2 separate regions of the Bombyx mori genome follow, and region 2 is linked to region 1. A link is a contact called in public Hi-C data. All regions are on one chromosome and are shown on one strand. The core of a region is the stretch at or near the end of the contact, and the rest is flanking DNA. Distances in the headings are between cores, read along the strand shown.

Region 1 (5,703 bases), core at 868-3,367:
AAACGTAATTTTGAAACGATTCCGTGATTAATATTACTTTATGTATTTTATTTTTTTCTAATGAGATCCGAATTTTGCTCGTTAAAATAATAATGCAATAGTATTTGCATCGATACGATTAAATTGATTTCTAAATTTAAATAAAAGCTAAGTAAATAAATGTCTAATGAATATCAACACTTTCCCGCCTTAATATTAGTTTTAATTAAGAACATTCTCAATAACAAAAAGGAAATTGAAAAAAAAAGAACCAATTTCCAAATGTCACAATTTTGAGATTTTTTGCAAAACAAAAACTAAGGCGTCGACATTATTATTTTAACATGTCACCGGTGAATGTTGTGATACTTATAAATAAGTTAATTGAGTCGTCTATTATCAAAGGTGGCAATCTGTGCATTTGGACAAAAAAAATTTATTGATATGTCAATACAGATTTATTTGAATATAATCGTCTCCTTCAAAGAATACGGTTCAAAACCTGCATTAAATAAAGGTTAATAGTTAACCTGTTATTTATCTAAGATGTCGTTCCGAAGAGTTTTGTGACTGCCAATGGAATACAAAGTCAATAATTCGTTTTTCTGATTTACCAATCATTGTCCAAAAGTCAGATTGCCGCCTTTGATAATAGTCGACTCAATTGTAAGTAAATAAATAAAATAAGCTCTCATTTGTTCCTCTAAAAAAACGAAAAAAATATTTTAGCAATATGGCGCTTGTACAACTAAAAAAAAAACAGAATACTCGTAGGCACTCAAAAGTTTCGTAAAGTGAATCCCGAACTTCGTCGTACTTTTAAAATTATACATCTCAAATACAAAGTTTAAGATAAAAATAGAACAATTCCATAAAATATTTGCAACAATAATTATACACTGACAAAAAAAAATTCTTTTTTTTCGCGCCATGTTTAAAACCGAATGACAAGCCAGAATACAGTGTCCGATGCATTAATAAAACTTCAACTAGGTACTATTTTTGCGTATAATTTAAATAAATATACGATGAAATTCAACATAAGCAAATTAAAATTTATAGTTATGTGCACTAGCATTAAATATTAATATAGCAACCGGACTCACTTTTGCATTTTTAGACTTAAAATGTCTCTTTCGTCACCGGAGAAGCTTTGCTTAACCTCTACGTGAAATCGAGAGCGGCATATATGAAATGATGAACAATTTGAATCATCCCATGTTACAATCAATAAAAATAAAACATATTTTAAATAAAGCATCAGTTAATTATCCCCATAAATTACGCATTGAATCTTAAAGAAAAACCAAATTTACTAATAAAATTCACATGAAAAAACTGTTCACTTTCCCGCCAAAAACGTTAAAGTGAAATCGTCTAAACACTAAATATTGTACAAGCTGCCATGTTATATTTTTATGAATTTGAAATAGAATTAAGGGCTGTGACTGTTTTGTGCGTTACCAACAATTGTGTACTTCGTGTAATCTAATAAATTCATCACAATTTTTCAAGTGTATGTATTTAATTTGGGATTTTTTTAGCCTGATGATTTTTCTAAATCTTTTTATTTTTTACTGTCGATTAAATGCTTACCAAAGTGTATTTCTCTTTTATTCTTTTTATCGTTAATATGTAAAGTTGTTTTGAAGAAGACTGAATATAATAGCCGCTGTATCCTAAGACGCATAGCGGAGTAGTTTATGAAGTAGCATATCTTAGAAATATTGATTTTGTACGGGATCACCGATCATTACCATAATGAGGTTAAGAGGTAAGAGGTTTTTTTTAAATATCCCAAATAATACAGGTGATTGTAAACCGTTGTAATATTAAAATTAATGAATAGTTTATATAAATGTCCATAGAGAAAAGACCAATTCCACCTTGTTAAAAAATACAAATATATGTTAAAACATTTTAAAAAGGTCGTCATTAATTTTATTAAATTTAGTGCCATCTAGTAGTGTTCTTCAAATGTACTGTTGATCTTCAATAGACTGCATATACGCATCAAAAGATGACGCTAGTGTTCCGATTTTAAAGAACAATTGAATTTGGCGCCATCTAGGAGTTTTGGACGCAACTACGCGAAATATTTATACGACTTATCGGAATGAAAGGAAAGTTAGAGAATTCCGTACTATTCGACACTAGAGGCCGCTAGTTTGTCGGAGGCTTCGTGTCACACCTAGAGCATAGTTATTACACATAAATTACCTTGAGTATGGCCACTAAGAACAACGCATTTGAACTACTAGCAATGAATGCGGACCGCACGATGCGAAGTGATAGCAGTTGCTAGTCGCAGGACATCAAATATGTTTATTCACAGAGCTAGGGGTAATTTTATTCAACAGTTTAATGAGTCGGGCTACAAACCCCGTTCAAGCGTAGCTGGAATAGCCTCTCAAGCTACCAGCGAATAGGTAGGGGACATAAAAGGCTACAAAATTAAATGATCTTTATAAATATCTCTTTTGCAGATGCTTTGAGCGCTATGACATATCCTTCTTCAAACGAGGTTTGTCTAGAGTACCTACTTAACGGTAGGCAGCGGCTTGGCTTGTCCCCTGGCATTGCTGAAGTCCATGGGCAACGGTAACCACTCACCATCAGCAATACCGTCTTTACCATAAGGGCACACGGGGCTCGTCCCAGGGCCCCCATTCTCAGGGGGCCCCGAAGAATTTGGTTACCAATTGTAGTCGAGAGCGGTCATTTTCGCAGCTTAAGAGAATAAAAAATGAATTGCGAACAACATTGTTACAAGAACGGCTGAGTAATTTGTCAATTATGGGCATAGAAAGTGATATCCTTCAAAAAATTGACTTTAAAGATATAATGGAATATTTTGCTCAACAGAAATCCCGAAAGAAACCATTATCGTAATCGTAACCAAAAAACAAGCAGCATTCTAATATAAATAATATTATTATATCATACTGTATTTGATTACCTATAATAAATGGTCATACTCAGTAAAAAAATGTTATTATAATTCCCTTTTTTTACTTTCCAAAAGGGCCTCAAATTCTTGTGTGCCCAATGGGCCCCAGCCTAGTTTAAGACGTCCCTGACCATCAGGTGGGCCGTGTGCTCGTCTGTCTACAAGAGCAATAAATAAAAAGAATACGTAGTATAAGCACGGATCAGTCATGAGTTCTAGTTTCATAGCTGTTCTGTTTTTTATGATTAAAGAATTACTGGTAGCCCGGATGCCTTTCCAGTTTCACCAGGACAGGTCCGTTCTATTGTACAGATGCGACTTAGACCTCTAGTTTCAAGATGGCTTATTTTTGGGAAGGAGGGAAGTCTGGTGGAGGCCTTTCTAACTTCACTAGGACTTTTGACACAGTGGCGGCAAACCTTGCGATGTTTTTTTATATTGCTTAAAGGTGTGGACGAGCTTACAGGCCACCTGTTATTAATTGCTTACCGGAGCCCATAGACATTTACAGCTTTACGTAAACGCCGCCACCCACCTTGAGAGATGTGTTCTAAGTTCTCAGTATAGTTACAACGGCTGCCCCACCCTTCAAACCGAAACGCATTACTGCTTCACGGCAGAATTAGGCAGGGTGGTGGTACCTACCCGTCCGGACTCACAAAAGATCCTACTACCAGTAAAAAAGTGTTTGGCTCCGATGACCACTACGCCACTTACGCTCAAATAACCTTGCCGTCCTGTCGCCTCATGAAACACACGATCGGTGCCACCGTAGTCACCGTCACACGTAGACACCACAGCCATACGCAACAATACAGTGTATTTTTTTATTAAAATCATTTTCGTTATTAAAGCCTTTTGTATTTATAAGTATATAACTTTTGGCAAATGTTGCACATTTACCGGTAAAAGTGTACATTTCCCAAGAGTGTACATTTACCGTCACATATATAAACGAAGTCATATTACAAAAAAAAAAAGCGTACCTACTCAACGTTTTTCAAACTCAAAACTCGGACAGGGAACAAAAAAAAACGCGCGAAATTCAATTTTCAAATTTTCGAAACATTCAATTAATCGTTCTGACGGAACAGGAAACAGCAAAAATACAAAAATACAAAATACGTTCGCGCCAATCACTGTTCGCTACCGACCGGCGGTCAATTACCTGCTCCTGTTATAACAAGCGCGCCCGCGGCCACGTCAATCATTCACAAACAAGAACAAATGTATAAACTTACAAATTAATTTCGTTCAATTGTATTGTTGCTTCGATGATTTTGCGGTTCGCGTGAAATTTATAACTCGTTAGTGGAGGCTTTAGAACAAGAAAAACCGAAAAACTTTCAGTTATTACCACTATAACCTCTCGTTGCCAATGCCATGTCAAACATAGATAATACATTAGTTATAGATAAGCAACTCAAGCACTCAAAAAAATGTTTAGGGGCTTCGGCCACTAGATGGCTTCACTTCGATTAGTTTCTCATTGCTCCTGTAGATAGTAGTACATATTAACTATTCTATATTTTATTCTTAGCGAACAATTTTGTAAATTTTCAGAAACCACAAATTGATAAAATTTAACCAATTTATCTATAACAATTAAAGACTTCTATGATTTATAATTTTTTTATTTTCTGTGTTTAACATATAAGATTAGGGGCAGTCGTTACAAGATGCCGCTAGTTTCCATACAAAAAAATATATTTTGTCAAGTATCGCAGTTTCAGGGCCCTGATGTCAAATGTCAATAATATCTGTGGAGTCTACGCAGACAACGTATTTTTAGGGAATTACTCATCCATAGGCGGCACTGAAAATTTCGGGAATTAACGAAGTGACACAACATTAGTATTTAAAAATGTATTTATTGCTTTTCAAAGTATTTTCCGCGAAATTTAACACATTTTTCCATACGATGGAACCAATCATTGAAGCAACCATTCCATTCGGAAGTTGGGGTCTCCAAAATGGCCGTTTTGTAGCTTCTTCAGGTGATGAAAATCTCTGTCCACGCAATTTATTCTTTATTTAGGGAAAGTATAGAAATCATTAGGGCTTAGGTCGGGGCTGTACGGCGGATGGTCTAATAATTTTATGTTTTCTTGCTCTAAAAACTCTTTTGTTCTGTGCGCGGTGTGAGAACTCGCATTGTCGTGATGGAGGATGATGCGGCGGTTGCAGTTCTCTTTACGGAGTTCAGAAACGACCTGTGGCAAACAAATGCTAGCATACCATTCTGCATTAACCGTTCTTTGTTCCTTAAGAGGAATAGTCGTAACATGGCCGATTTTGGAGACAAACGTGGCCACCATTTTTTTTGCAACACTCCGTGAACGAACAATTTTTGTTGGCTTTAACTCATTTTCGAACACCCAAACTCGTGACTGGTTTTTTGTTTCGGGTTCGTAAGCGTATATCCAGGATTCGTCACCTGATACAATGTTGTATACAGCATTTGAGGATCCTGCGTGGAATCTTTCGAGAGTTCTGACGCACCAATAACGCGAGCCGCTTTTTGCTCTTCACAGAGCGAATACGGTATCCATCGGGAAAACAACTTTTTTACACCTAATTGTTCATGCAAGATTATTTGTATTTGACTCATGCCAATGTCTAAAGTTGCCTGAATTTCGCGGTATGTCACATGTCGATCTTCCTTAATCAGCTTACGCACAGCATCAACGTTTTCTTGGGTGACTGCAGTTTTTGGACGACCTTGACGGGGATCTTCACTGAGCTTGACACGTCCACGTTGAAACTCAGCAAAC
Region 2 (5,636 bases), core at 34-2,533, 88 kb before region 1:
ACGAGCTCACAGCCCACCTGGAGTTAAGTGGTTACTGAAACCCATAGACATCTACAACGTAAATGCGCCACACACCTTGAGATATAAGTTCTAAGGTCTCAGTATAGTTACCACGGCTGCCCCACCCTTCGAACCGAAACGCATTACTGCTTCACGGTAGAAATAGGCGGGGCGGTAGTACCTACCCGTGCGGATTCACAAGAGGTCCTCCCACCAGCAATTACGCAAATTATAATTTTGCGGGTTTAATTTTTATTACACGATGTTATTCCTTCACCGTGGAAGTCAATCGTGAACAATTGTTAAATACGTATTTCATTAGAAAAATTGGTACCCGCCAGCGGAAGTCGAACACCGTTGCATCGCTATATACAAATGCACCGGACGTCTTATCCTTTAGGCCACGACGACTTCAAATCTTAAAGACGTACTTAGAAATGAATGCAACCGACTCACGCTGTACTGAAGTTGCATTGACTGCCGAATTACGGAGTTAAGTAAGCCCGGTAATGATATTGACAAAGGTTGTGGAACACCGAATCGTTGAGCAGTGACGTAGCGATCTTAACTCACGCCCGGGAGACAATACCTTTTTAGCGTAATATTTTCCAGAAAACAATTATAATGAAAATAAAAATTATCCAGCAATTTTTTGTTTTGTGAACCATTTGGCGCCCCTTTGTGAGTAGCGCGAGGGACATGATGCCCCTTCTTGACCCCCAAACCCCCAACCGCCCCCCGCTACACCACTGCAGTTGAGATACAAAGGTTACACGGTTGTCTCGGCTAAGGTCCGTCTCAACGGGGGCTCGGAAGCAGGTTTTACTGTATTCAACTTCAATATGACATCCGCCTACTGCCCTTGACGCGGAGGTCGCGCGATTTCCAACCTCAAAAAAGAAAATCACATTTCAACTTTGTAATCCCTAAAAGCAACTAGATTCATAGAAGACTTCATCTAGATGCTTCCGTATTAATTCAAGCATTGTACTACTTAAGTATTTAAAATCCAATTCATTGGGTACAGTGGAAAATTTTAATTTTCAGTACACAGAAATTACGAGTATACTGTTGTTTAACTAGATAAACGATCTATTACAATGAAATTGTTATTAGAAACATAACAATAACTCCGAACATGCTATTGTTTACGATAAACCATATGCATATAACAATAAAAAATAATTTATCAATTATTAAAATAGTAGGCTTTGTTTCACGGCTTAATAAATTAGGTACCGTCTCATACGGCCATCTATTTCTCAATTTTTATACTATTAAGTGAGTTTTTATAGAACTAGGTGGAGCTACTGGGTCAATACTTCAAGCATTCATCAATAGATGTCATTTTCAAATATGTTTTGATATTCGACGACAGATGGCGCTTAATCTTTATTGTGCTGAGCTACTGGGTACTTCACTACTAATCAATAGATGTCGTTTTCAAATATGTTTTGGTATTCGACGACAGATGGCGCTTAATCTTTATTGTGCTGAGCTATTGAATACTTCACTACTGATCAATAGATGTTTTCAAATATGTTTTGGTATTCGACGACAGATGGCGCTTAATCTTTATTGCGCTGAGCTACTGGATACTTCACTACTAATCAATAGATGTCGTTTTCAAATATGTTTTGGTATTCGACGACAGATGGCGCTCAAATTTTATTGTGCTGAGCTACTGGATATTACTTCTACTACTTCATCAATAGATGTCGTTTTCAAATATGTTTTAGTATTCAACGGCCGACAGCGCTTAAATTTTATTATGCTAAGCGCAGCTGAGCTACTGGATACTACTGCTACTCATCAATAAATATATTTTATGTCGGTTTCAAATATGGAGGTTTCAGCTGGAGATGTTATTTGAACACCAAGCGCAAGTGTTCACACCATCTATACCAAGCGCTTAAGGTAATAATAGAACCAATCCCGTCTGGAACGGCGGGACCGATTTTGACGGGACTTTCACTGATAGGTAGCTGATGATATAAGGAGTAACTTAGGCTAGTTTTTCTAGACTAGCTTCGCCCCGCGGCGTCACCTGCGGTACGACAATAACCATGGGTAACATCGCGGAACTCAGCTAGTTTGAAATAAAACACAAGAGTTAAATATGAAAATAAAACATTTTATTAAAAAACTTAATATTTATTTACAGCTAAGATCCAACTGTATGGCACTGATCTATTGCTAGCTTGAGACGTGTGCAATCCAGTGCTTGTATAGGTGTTGGCACTCTGAGACGCCCAGACGACTCATTACCTCAAACTCCGATTCCACTCAACACGCGATTGCATTACTCGAAATTAATCCTCGGTTGAGTTGAGGAATCGGTTAAATAAACTCACACTCGAGGAATATGATTTTGTTTAACTTTTTTTTTAATCACCTCTAAAACTAAGTTTATTTTCACTTATAATTAATATTTAAAACGTTTTCAAGCGGCGTCGAAATAACCGCTAATTGCACAGTGTGAAAACAGGGATTCCTCAAGGCGTTTCCTCGGTTGAGTCGAGGTAAAGGAAACCGCGCTTTAATATCTGATTTGAAGAGATCATTAATGAGTAATTATGAGCAAATTTTGTTCTTGTATCCAAGTTTTTTTGGGAGCCCATAGACATCTACAACGTAAATGTTGCCACCCACCTTGAGATATAAGTTCTAAGGTCTCAGTATAGTTACAACGGCTGCCCCACCGTTCGAACCGTAACGCATTACTGCTTCACGGCAGAAATAGGCGGGGTGGTGGTACCTACCCGCGCGGACTTACAAGAGGTCCTACCCCCAGTAAAAACAACCAGTATTACACGAATAAACCAGGGGTTTTATTATGGCGAGCACATTGTCCGCATCATAACAGATGCACATTATTCGCCTCCGACGAACGTGCGTCCGCCAGTACAATGCGCAACGTGTAATCATTACTTACAAATAAATTTAAAATAAATTATTTTATTTCATTTGTGCTTCAACTATGTCCATACATCGCGTGATAATAAATCCTTTAGAAATTTAATAAAAAATTTAATAGCGAACTAGAATTATAAACTTATCGAAATCATCTTACTATAAATTAGTAAGAACGTTGATCATAAATTGAGCATATATTTAAATATGAATACCATGAGCCCACAATTCATATTCGTGCTTATGTATTGCAATTTATTTAAAACATAATAAATTTTCCTGTCCCAAGTTTCATCCATAGATAACACATGCCTTTGTAAACATCATTTTAGCGCGTATTTTTTTTGCCTACTAACTATGGTAAGCTTGGGCCACTTTTGCGCTGACGGTCTCATATATAAAAGCACATATATATTATATATATGTATATAGTTCATGACACGTGAATACAATTCCGTATAAATAGTGTACATGACGTCACATGACGTCCATTTTTTTTAACCGACTTCATAAAATGAAGAGTCTCTCAATTCGATAAATATATTTATTTAATGGCACGTCTCATTTTATTAACACGTAATGATAAAAAAGGAATTCTTATATATTGTATAAAAATTTAATTAAAAAAATTAACTTACACTAAACCTGATTACATAATATGTATATAAATAACTGTACGAGTGTCGATTACTTGCAAGTTCCTTTCCATCGATGCGTTTTAAATACACGCAATGTATCACAATTAGTAATGAACTGACGCGCGGGGTCAACGCCCTCGCGCGACCGTGACGGTTTATTCGAAACAACAATAATCAGGAAACTTATATTGTTTTTTTTAATTCAAATTACTAGTATATCGGCACAGGGAACGATCTGTATACAGCCTAAAACACATACATCTTGTTTGTCTATGATTTTAAAAAAAAAAACAAGGATAATAGTTTCGTGTCCTGGCGGCGTCTTCTGCAATTAACCGACGCTCGTACGAACAGAAGCAGAGTCAAGGAGTCTCTCGTACGCAACTTAAATTATCTAAGCCATTATTTCAATAAGACCTATAAAATGACGCTCATTACAATGATAGTAAGGCTTCGTTCGAATTGGTCATTCGAAATCTAATGAATGAAAAATGTCATATACAAATTTAGAAATTTTTACATTCTTACAGCGCCATCTTAATCCTTAGAGCGCGAACCGTCGATATATGTACTTATTAATGCGTATAAAGTGTGAAGCGTCAATGATTTTGAGTGTTAGATATCGACCTGTACTAAATCAAAAACATTTATAAATAACCATTAAAATATATTTCGCTGTAAATTTAGCATCGATTTTTGTGTTTTTTTTTTCAAAAACTTAGCTTTTTATTGCAAAATGTGTGAAAATAAGCTAAACTATTAAAAAAGGTTAAAGCCACTTCGGTCGTAGGGAGCTTCCGCAGAGAGACTTCCTTTAACTCCTTCTTATATAACAACCAAAATATAGAGACACGAGTGCTGTACGGTACAGTCCACGCCCAAAGCTCTTGTTCGTCGGTCGAGTCGTGTGACAGAGACAGCGCTAGCCGGGACTAGCTCCGTCTCACCGGACGCGGACTGTACCCGTGCTCTCGTCTACCAATCAGAGCCATGACGACGGATTCAAATTTCGAAAATAGAACGAACGAGATGTGCGCGAATTTAAAATAGAAATTTGATTTTTAAATAACTTTAAGGAATTAGGTTCTTTATTGCATTTATTGTATCTGATATTTGAAAGATGCGACCTGGGTTCTGGATGGGGTAATACCGCGAGTGACCTTACCTACCCTGCGCCCGTGGACATCAGCACAGACACCACGTTCGAAGAACCTTTGATGCTCCAGCTGGTCGCGTCATGAGAACTGATAGCCTACCCTGTTAGCTGGACTAGAGGCAGTCCCCGCAGCGCCGCCACCGACGTTATGGCTCTGATTACGGAGGCTCTGATCAGTCGTGGCTGATCCTCAACTCAGCCAGCTCCTTCTCGTCGTCCACCTCGTCCTCCTCGCTGTCGGAGCCATGGACCGAGGCGGCCGGAGTCGTGGCTCCTGCGGATGACGTCACAGTATTAATCCAACGAAGGTCCAGTCTCGCAATAACCACTCTAGTGCCTTTCAAATAGAACACATAATTGCTCAGCGTTAGCACGTAATACCCATTAGACTAGGTTGTGAGCTCAAACGATCCAGTAAAAAAACCCACAGACTCTTCATTATCTACACTAAATTTAATTAACTCGGTGAGGTGCGAGGACATATCGCTTACTGAATTCAGGGGACCGAACCTAATCTGTGTGAGCTCGTGGACTACAATCGTGAAATCGAAATCTGTTTAGGAACGCGTACAAGACAAACACACCTGATGTCACATTTGACAGCTGTCAATTTTGACAGGTGTCACCACTGAATTCGGTCAGCGATATACAGAGGTGATGTAGACGAAGCGGTGCTTAAACTCTCTCAAGTTGCGCATTGTTGTTATTGGCGCCCACGTATTGCCAGCACATATTGCCGCGCCCCTGTCCCGTGTGAGTTGACACCTCGTGCCGCCACCAAAGAATGATATCCTTGAACGCGAGATTCACACGATTTTAAGATGCGAATTTGTGCGTGCTGGTCCCGTGTGGATCCCGTGTCGAGGAGGCGCGGGTCTCCGGGTGCACTCGAACCTCGCACTACTCCTGGGGGGCGCAGTCGCCGAGCT

Evidence for each region. A called contact is a pair of places that touch in the nucleus more often than the background predicts.
Region 2: a Hi-C map of posterior silk gland shows a contact between it and region 1, with 2.9 times the contacts expected there. The contact joins two enhancer-like sites. A contact is called at or near these places in 4 of 7 Hi-C or Micro-C datasets (middle silk gland, midgut, posterior silk gland and 1 more).

Annotation. Positions count from the first base shown.
Region 1 is chr23:16,157,220-16,162,922 of ASM3026992v2, reverse strand. It overlaps LOC101736017 (zinc finger protein 394), which reads left to right. Exons shown (of 3, transcript XM_004930679.5): 3 at 1-1,582. Among protein-coding and RNA genes, the nearest start is that of LOC101736017, 12 kb to the left of the region's middle. Within about 2 kb of position 2,117, at least 8 of the 8 cell types and tissues checked have open chromatin away from gene starts, as enhancers often do.
Region 2 is chr23:16,244,473-16,250,108 of ASM3026992v2, reverse strand. LOC101736417 (glycogen [starch] synthase) reads right to left here. Exons shown (of 18, transcript XM_004930682.2): 18 at 2,114-4,981. The coding sequence ends at 4,881. Among protein-coding and RNA genes, the nearest start is that of Mir3258, 5.2 kb to the right of the region's middle. Within about 2 kb of position 1,283, at least 8 of the 8 cell types and tissues checked have open chromatin away from gene starts, as enhancers often do.